2 separate regions of the Mus musculus genome follow, and region 1 is linked to region 2. A link is a contact called in public Hi-C data. All regions are on one chromosome and are shown on one strand. Each heading gives the region's core, a stretch centred on a gene start, on an enhancer-like site or on the middle of the called end of the contact. The rest is flanking DNA. Distances are from core to core; before and after follow the strand shown. Region 1 has its middle 17 kb from the start of Gm24382. Region 2 overlaps Med12l (mediator complex subunit 12-like).

The links. Hi-C and Micro-C count contacts between places; a contact is called where the count stands out from the background.
Region 1: a Hi-C map of CD8 central memory T cells shows a contact between it and region 2, with 4 times the contacts expected there. The contact joins two enhancer-like sites. A contact is called at or near these places in 4 of 15 datasets of contacts at CTCF or cohesin (the NIH/3T3 cell line, large pre-B cells, pro-B cells and 1 more), 60 of 484 Hi-C or Micro-C datasets (the 3T3-L1 cell line, the AML12 cell line, B cells and 37 more) and 4 of 115 datasets of contacts at active chromatin or transcription factors (astrocytes, bone marrow-derived dendritic cells, embryonic stem cells and 1 more).

The regions. Positions count from the first base shown.
Region 1 is chr3:60,109,055-60,113,109 of GRCm38.p6, reverse strand. No RefSeq gene overlaps it. Among named protein-coding and RNA genes, the nearest start is that of Gm24382, 17 kb to the left of the region's middle. Within about 2 kb of position 1,624, at least 20 of the 459 cell types and tissues checked have an H3K27ac peak or open chromatin away from gene starts, as enhancers often do. A contact at or near this core is called in CD8 central memory T cells, where this site is marked.
Region 2 is chr3:59,060,122-59,063,727 of GRCm38.p6, reverse strand. All of the region lies in intron 4 of Med12l (mediator complex subunit 12-like), which reads right to left. Among named protein-coding and RNA genes, the nearest start is that of Gpr171, 40 kb to the left of the region's middle. Within about 2 kb of position 1,422, at least 5 of the 459 cell types and tissues checked have an H3K27ac peak or open chromatin away from gene starts, as enhancers often do. A contact at or near this core is called in CD8 central memory T cells, where this site is marked.

The DNA.
Region 1 (4,055 bases), core at 375-2,874, 1.0 Mb before region 2:
TGTCCTGTAATTCTCAGACCAGATCATGTTGAAATATCAGTGTCCCAAGAGCAGAGTCTGCAGGCATCTTTTGAGCAGGGGGCTGAGGTGAGAGAGCAGGGCAGGTAGTGAGACTCCATTGAGTCTCTGGTCATGGCAAGAATGAAAAGAAACATCTGGCAACATACTAGTACAGCCATGCAGAGTAGCAAATCCTTAACCTAGTGTGTGTCCAGCATCCCACATGTTCTCCTGTTAGGACAAAGAGGGACTTTATTACAAAGGATGGAAACTTAGTCCAGAATTCTTTTATGGAGAACTTAATTGAGAAGATGATGCTAATTCACCAGCAAGTCATCTTTATTCCAGGTCACTAGCTGACTTACAGTATTGACAATTTGGACTATTTTGTGCAGGTGTGAAAACATCTACACGTTTCTCTGGGCAATCTTCATGGCAAAACAGCACAAGAGGAAATATTTAAATTAACTCCATGGGGTCCATGACACAACTCATAAGTTTATTATTGAAAAATATGTTAGAATATTTTCTTAATTATTTAAAATTATTTAGAATATTATTCTAAATTCCCATTATCATCAAATAGCCTGCTGAGGACTTGAAATGTTTTTGCTATCTGGGACATTGCACTGACAAATCAAGACCACAAGAGGGGAGTAAAAGCATGTAGCTTGTCTTTATATTGCAGATACTTTGGGTGGTTGGTGCAGAGTTTGCTAGTTTGATCAAGATTTGTAAATGAAGAAAATATCTAATAAAAAATGAAAAAAAAAGATTTGTATTCACAGAGACCTTACTCATTTGTAAATGAAATAACAGCCATAAACATTTAAAAATTAATGCACACATTATTATATTGTTTATTTCCATCAAGACTGTTACATGATAACTTATTAAAATGTGATTCTGGAATATTGTTCAATTAAGCAACAAGTTCACCTTAACGTCATTGTCTTTTAGGTTCATGAAAGTGTCTTTCAACATCCATTCACAAGCGTGGGCTTGCACCGTGATAGACTGTGCAGATGCGTGTGGTCACCCTGGGAAGTCTGAGTAAATAAATAAAATTAGCTATAACTATGACAGTGGGCAAGGAGGATTTGTTTAGGCACGTTTATAAGATATTTTCATTTTGTTTCAAGGCACGATCCTGAAAACTCCAGGGTGTTGGCATTTAGTTCTTTACTTTGAGTAAAATTCCTCCAATCATGAGGATTTCATTGTGATGATTAAGATGCTATTTTGTATCTTCTTGAAATTTTTAGCAGTTTTTGAACATGACAATCTGCTTGTAATTTTCAACAAAGCCCCACACATCACACAGCGCGGCCTGATGACAGCTCCAGTTGTTCAGCAGTGCAGGGCCTCAGCTCCAGCTTATGTCCTCCCTTTAGCCTTGTTCTAGTCGAATCTTGGTTAGGGTTCCATGCATAAAGAACACATAAGGACACTAGGCATACCTCGTATACATAAGGCCTTATGCAGAATCCGCAGCAACCCTAAAATGAAATAACATAAAAGCAACTTATATTTTGTAACTTCAATTATGGCAAGTATCCATGGAGTCCCAGGCCAGGCCTTGTCCTTTGCCCTCCTAGCCTTGATTCCCTGGCATGAGTCAGAGTTGGTTAGCTGCTCCCCCCTCTTGAAGGCCTCTGGACTTGAGTGAGATGCAGCACCATACATTTTCTTTCAGATGTGTCTTGGAAAATGAGTTCTTGTAACTGCCCTAACTGCCTTGCGTCTCTTACTTAGCTCTCTTATACCCACAAGCTGGGTGTGAACTTGAGGTTTGGCCCTTCCTGTCCTAGGTCTGCATAAGGGTTTAGACTTACAAAGTTTCAATTCTTGGTCTCTGTTGTTTTGTTCTCAGTTGCTATGAAAAACAAATAAAATAGGAACAAATAGAGTCTCAGACAGTGGCCAGCCACATCATTTATAATATCAAAAATTTTACTCAAAAGTTGTAGACTTTGAGATTTGAATGTTTTTATGAGAAGCAGGCTAAGTGACCTCAGTTCTCTGAAAATATCAATCATCCCATCAATAGGAGAGATGTGTTTCATCCAGGGAATGTAGTGAGTATTTCTTCTGTACAGAAACTGATACATTCTGCTGAAGGACGAGTTACCTGGACAGTCCAAAACCTTGAGAGAGGTCCTGGGTGGAAAAAAGGGACTCAGGACAACAGTAAAATACAAGATTCATGGCTGAAGACATAGTTCAGCTGTTATGAGTATTTACTGCTTGTACAGATGACCCCGTGTTCAGTTTCTATCACCCACATGGCTGCTAACAACCGTCTATAACTCCAGTTTCAGACAAGCACCTGGGATATTTTTTGGTGAGCCTACATACATGGAGTATATGCAGACATACACACAAATTAAGTGTAAATATGATAAAAAGCAATTTAGATAAGACAAGTTATTATGAAGTAGTTACAGATGGATGCTATGGAGTCACCCAGAAAGGCACAGCTGTATCAGGGTCCTTTCAGCAAAATCTTGCTAGTGTATGCAATGGTGTCAGCATTTGGAGGATGATTATGGGATGGATATGGCAGTCTCTAGATGGTCCATCCTTTCGTCTCAGCTCCAAAATTTGTCTCTGTAACTCTTTCCATGGGTGTTTTGTTCCCATTTCTAAGAAGGGACAAAGTGTCCACACTTTGGTCTTCGTTCTTCTTGAGTTTCATGTGTTTTGCAAATTGTATCTTGTATCTTGGGTCTCTTGTGAGGCTAAGCCGGGGCCTAGCAAACACAGAAGTGGATGCTCACAGTCAGCTATTGGATGGAACACAGGGCCCCCAATGGAGGAGCTAGAGAAAGTAGCCAAGGAGCTAAAGGGGTCTGCAACCCTATAGGTGGAACAACAATGTGAACTGACCAGTACCCCAAGAGCTCGTGTCTCTAGCTGCATATGTAGGAGAAAATGGCCTAGTTGGCCATCAGTGGAAAGAGAGGCCCATTAATCTTGCAAACTTTATATGCCTCAGTACAGGGGGATGCCAGGGCCAAGAAGTGAGAGTGTGTGGGTAGGGGAGTTGGCGGAGAGGGTATGGGGGACTTTTGAGATAGCATTGGAAATGTAAATGAAGAAAATACCTAATAAATTAAAAAAGCATCAAAAAAAAGACAGAAAAGAAAAGCACAGCTGGCACTGAGCAATAGCATCTGGACATTGTAGTGGGACTTTCTGGTGGACAATAAGAAAACATTGGATGAATGTGAAAAAATGACTTCAAACAAAGGCAAAATCAATTGAAAGGCCACTGAACTATCTCAGGTACCAGGATAAGGGCTTTAACTAAGCAAAGGTCTGCAGAGGAGGAAAAATAAAGCATAAATAGAAGACGTAAATAGAAGAAAGCAATGGCCAGTTAGAAGCAGAAGAAAACAGATCTGACAGTTACAGCAAGAAATTAATTCCAAAATACCTTTCATATGACAATAATTTTATAATTTACATTTTGTTCATGTTAATCCATCTTTGCTCAACTATCAAACAGTCAACCTACACTTATAGATATTGTTATATAATACATACACGTGTGTAGGAGTATATAAGGTGCACTTATATAATAAGATACACTTATATAATATAGTTAATATTTGATACAGAAATGTCTGCCATTTGCCAAATGTCATTGCTTAAAATTCTGGAAATTTCCTGAGGAAAGTCTATTTAAAGTAATTGTGAACAGAATAATTACATTAAATTCTAATTTAATATCTGTAATTCTAATTAACCCATCAAAGATTTTATTCTGTGCTATGGGAATGTAGATGAATTTTAAGCTGCAGTGTCATAGTCATCAGACAGGTGGAGATAACCCAAAGAAAGTGGTCCAAAATTTGTCAGTTTTCTAAATATGGTACGTGAATGTTCATTGATTCAGTGTTTAGATGCTGAATTATCTCTAGACAGTACCTACTTGGAAAATGAGCTTTTCCAGGAACCAGTTTAGTTTTATGTAAGTGTCCTCTGTAGAGTGTCTTCCTGCTATCTCTGACATGTTCCCTCCCTACACTGCTGACACCATTGCCCTCAGC
Region 2 (3,606 bases), core at 173-2,672:
CCCAGCTTGCTTTTTGGTCACGGTGTTTTATTGCAGCAATAGAAGCCTTAACTAAGACAGATGACTCACTAGCACACTGAGTGCAAGATAGGACCTGATCAGTAGGACCACAGATTCTAGAAGGGAACAGTGACACTGGCTGCCATTGGACAGCATGTGCTGCTTCTGATATCAGACCTTGACCCCCCCCCCCCCACTCAGCTAAGGTAACACCCAACTGATATCATAATGCCTGGTACAACGTTCATGGAAGCGGTCAAGTCTGGTTTCGAGGCTCAAAGGCTTTCAATGGATCCATTGGCCCTAAGGAATGAAGACCAAGCTTCTTACACAGAAACGACACGCGTCTCAAATGCTGCCTGCTAGTGTGCATGGCACTGCACTGCACTACTCGAGCTGCTCTGGTGCTTGGAGGCTGTGCTTGTCTGGAAAGCTGTGTTCTGCTTACCTGAGCAGAAATGTTTCTGGGACCATATGAGATGTCACACTACTCTGGCCTCTGCATCCTGGGCCTCCACCTGGTGGGGATGGTTCACCCATCTCTGAGTGTTACCGCCTCAATCTGCTTTATTTCCGTAAAATTAAGTATTGACTTCAACCAACACATCATGAAGTCCTTTCAAAATAGAAATCGAGTCCCTACCTACTGATTCTGCCTTTCGGTTCTTAGCAGGAACTTAACAACGTCATCACTACATAAGGGGTTTGTAACATCACTACAGAAGGAAAAAAAAAAAAAAGACTAAAGGCCTTAACATTGTTCTAACTAGAAACATTATTGTGCTATCAAACATCCATGCAAACACTATAATTTACTTTCTTTGTATGTGGGTGTTTTGCCTGTATATATACCACGTACATGTCTTGTGCCCATGACACCAGAAGAGAGTATCAGATCTGATGGTCCTGGAATTAAAGATGATTGTGAGCCACCATGTGGATGCTTCAAATCAAACCTGGGTCCTCTAAACGAGCAACCAGTATCTCCTATCCATGCAGTTTGCATTCTTTGTGAAGAAACTCGCCTGTAAACGTGTGGGTAAATACCCTTTAGTTCTATGATAGCTAGCTCTCCTGGACACAATCTTTCCTTTTACAAAAGCAGTTGGAAACTATGTGAAAGGAATGAGAGCGGCTAAGAAACAAAACGCAATTGTAACCAGGGACAAAGGAGCACATGCTGAAGGTAATCAGGTTGCTACAGCACTCTGGTCAGAGGTGAGAGCCTCCTTACTTGGGGGCATCACTCAAGCCTTCAGGGGGCCATCAGGCAGACTTAGCAGCTGGCTGACTGAGAAAATTCAGCTGCAGCGTGTATGAGCTGCACACTCCATTTCTAAACACTATGTAAGAAACACTGAAGGCTCGTCCACCACCATTCTATTTCACGTTAACACACTTCCTTGATTAATACCACCTGTAAAAGATAACCAACCGATGGTGAGAGATTAGGAAAACCACATCCCCAAGAAAGGGCTTCTGTCTAGAACTCATAAAGAATCATTACAACTCAATATGTAGAAGACATCTAGCTTTAAGATTAGGTTTGGGGAGACTCGAATGCATTCTTCTCCAATGAGGATAAACAAATAGGCAAAAGGCACATTCAGAGGTGCTCAACATCAGAAGCTAAGGAGAAGAAAAAAAAAACCTGCAAAGCAAAAGCACAGTGACCCAAAACTATGATGACCACAAGGAAAACACAGTCACAAGCATTGGCCAAGATGTGGGAGGAGGGGGATCCATTTGGACGGCTGACGAGAAGGTGACACTGAAGAAAAAAGAGACGTCTGGCCACCCCTCAAAAAGTTAAACATGGAAACACAATGTAACCCCACTACCTTACAGCCAGCTATGCACAGAGAGATAGCATACACGTATCTACACGAAGACTGTATACACATGCACACGGAGTGCATCGGGACTCCAAATGACAAGAAGTAAATCTAAGCATCAACTGCTGAGTGACCGAAATGTGGTGTGTGCCTACGATGCAGCAATAGTGATGACATATACAGGGAATGCTTTGCTTATGAGACCTGCCATAGCATGGAGGAACGATCGAAAATACTAAGTGAAAAAATGCTAGTTTGGTAGACCTATATATTATATGGCTTATGATGTCCAAAATAAGAAAATCTATACAAAAGTAAACTAGTGATGTTAATGAATATGGGGTTTTACAAGTGGTGAAAATGTTCTAAAATGGGGTTGATGGTGATACAAATGTTTCCTCCAAGACTGAAACATCCCATCCTGCAGGGAAGCTACTTAAGCAGAAAGTCCTTGCCTGCCAGAGCAGGCAATAAAGGGAGAGACCCTCTGAGACTAAGCGAGAAGGTTCGCAAGAAGGTTCGAAACTTCCCCGGTGCTGTGACCCTTTAATACAGCTCTCCTCATTTTGCAGCCACACACACCCCACCACAAAATTATTTTCATTGCTATTTTATAACTGTAATTTTGCTACTGTTATGAACTGTACATCTGTGTTTTCTGATGCTCTTAGGTGGTTCCTGTGAAAGGGCCATTTCAACCCCAAAGGGGTTGTAACCCACAGGTTGAGTCTCTGGAAAGGGGGAACAGAACTGCAAAGATTCAAAGATGTCAATCTGCAAAGAAGATTCTTGAAACCAGCTGAGCTGCCTGGGAGTGGCTTAGAGCAGAGTTACTTGCGAAAGACACTCTCGAAGCTGCTCCACTGCCTGCAGGCTATACAGTGTGCTCTAGGCTCCCAGCTTTTGTGAGCTGTCACCCAGGCTGGGGTGGGCCTTGGTGATGCAACAATCTGTGAGTCAATTCTGCTCCAGTAAGTAACCCCTCACCCATATTCCTGTAAGTAACCAAAAAAAAAAAAAGCTCGCTTGTTCATCAAGTTGGATTTGGGGTGGGGTCCCTATCTGGGGTGAGTGTTGTGTCTTCTTAGGAAACGATTTATCACCAACAGATGGCTTTATAACTATGAACACACAAACATCTTTGGGCTGATTTTATGCATGGGTTAATTATATAGCATATGAATTACATCTCAAGGAAGTGATCTGTTTTTTTCTTAAGATACTTTATTTCCAGTAAGAAATTATCTACATTTCACAAAGTAAAATAAAAGTAAATTCTATGATCTCTGGAAGAGAGGGCAGTTGGGGGAGATGAGAGGGAGAAGCCAGAGTGGCCATAAGTTTAGGGTTAAAGGTGGGTCGAGGGTGAGGGGACTTACAAACTTCTACATTCTTTTTAATATCCACAACAATATGATTTGTAAAGTTATAATTATCCAAAATCCCGATTCGGCCAATGTTAACTTCTGGAATGAAAACGTGCTTGCCAGTGTGTTGACTAGCAGCCTGGATAAACAACAGCATAAATCATAGCTACCATTCCAATATGACGGGAGGCCAAGGGAGTGAAAGCACTGGCTAGGCTACTATGTCTGCTGAACTATCAGGAAGCACGCCCTTCTGGCTGCGAGGGAGTTAGAGAGCAGAGAGGAAAGGGTAGCAAGCAACTGTACACAGCAGAAACACTACAACGCAATAAGTGACCAGACACATTAATCCTTTGAAAACATTTGCTGGTGGCTGGGAAGATGTTCAGCAGGTAAGTGCCCTT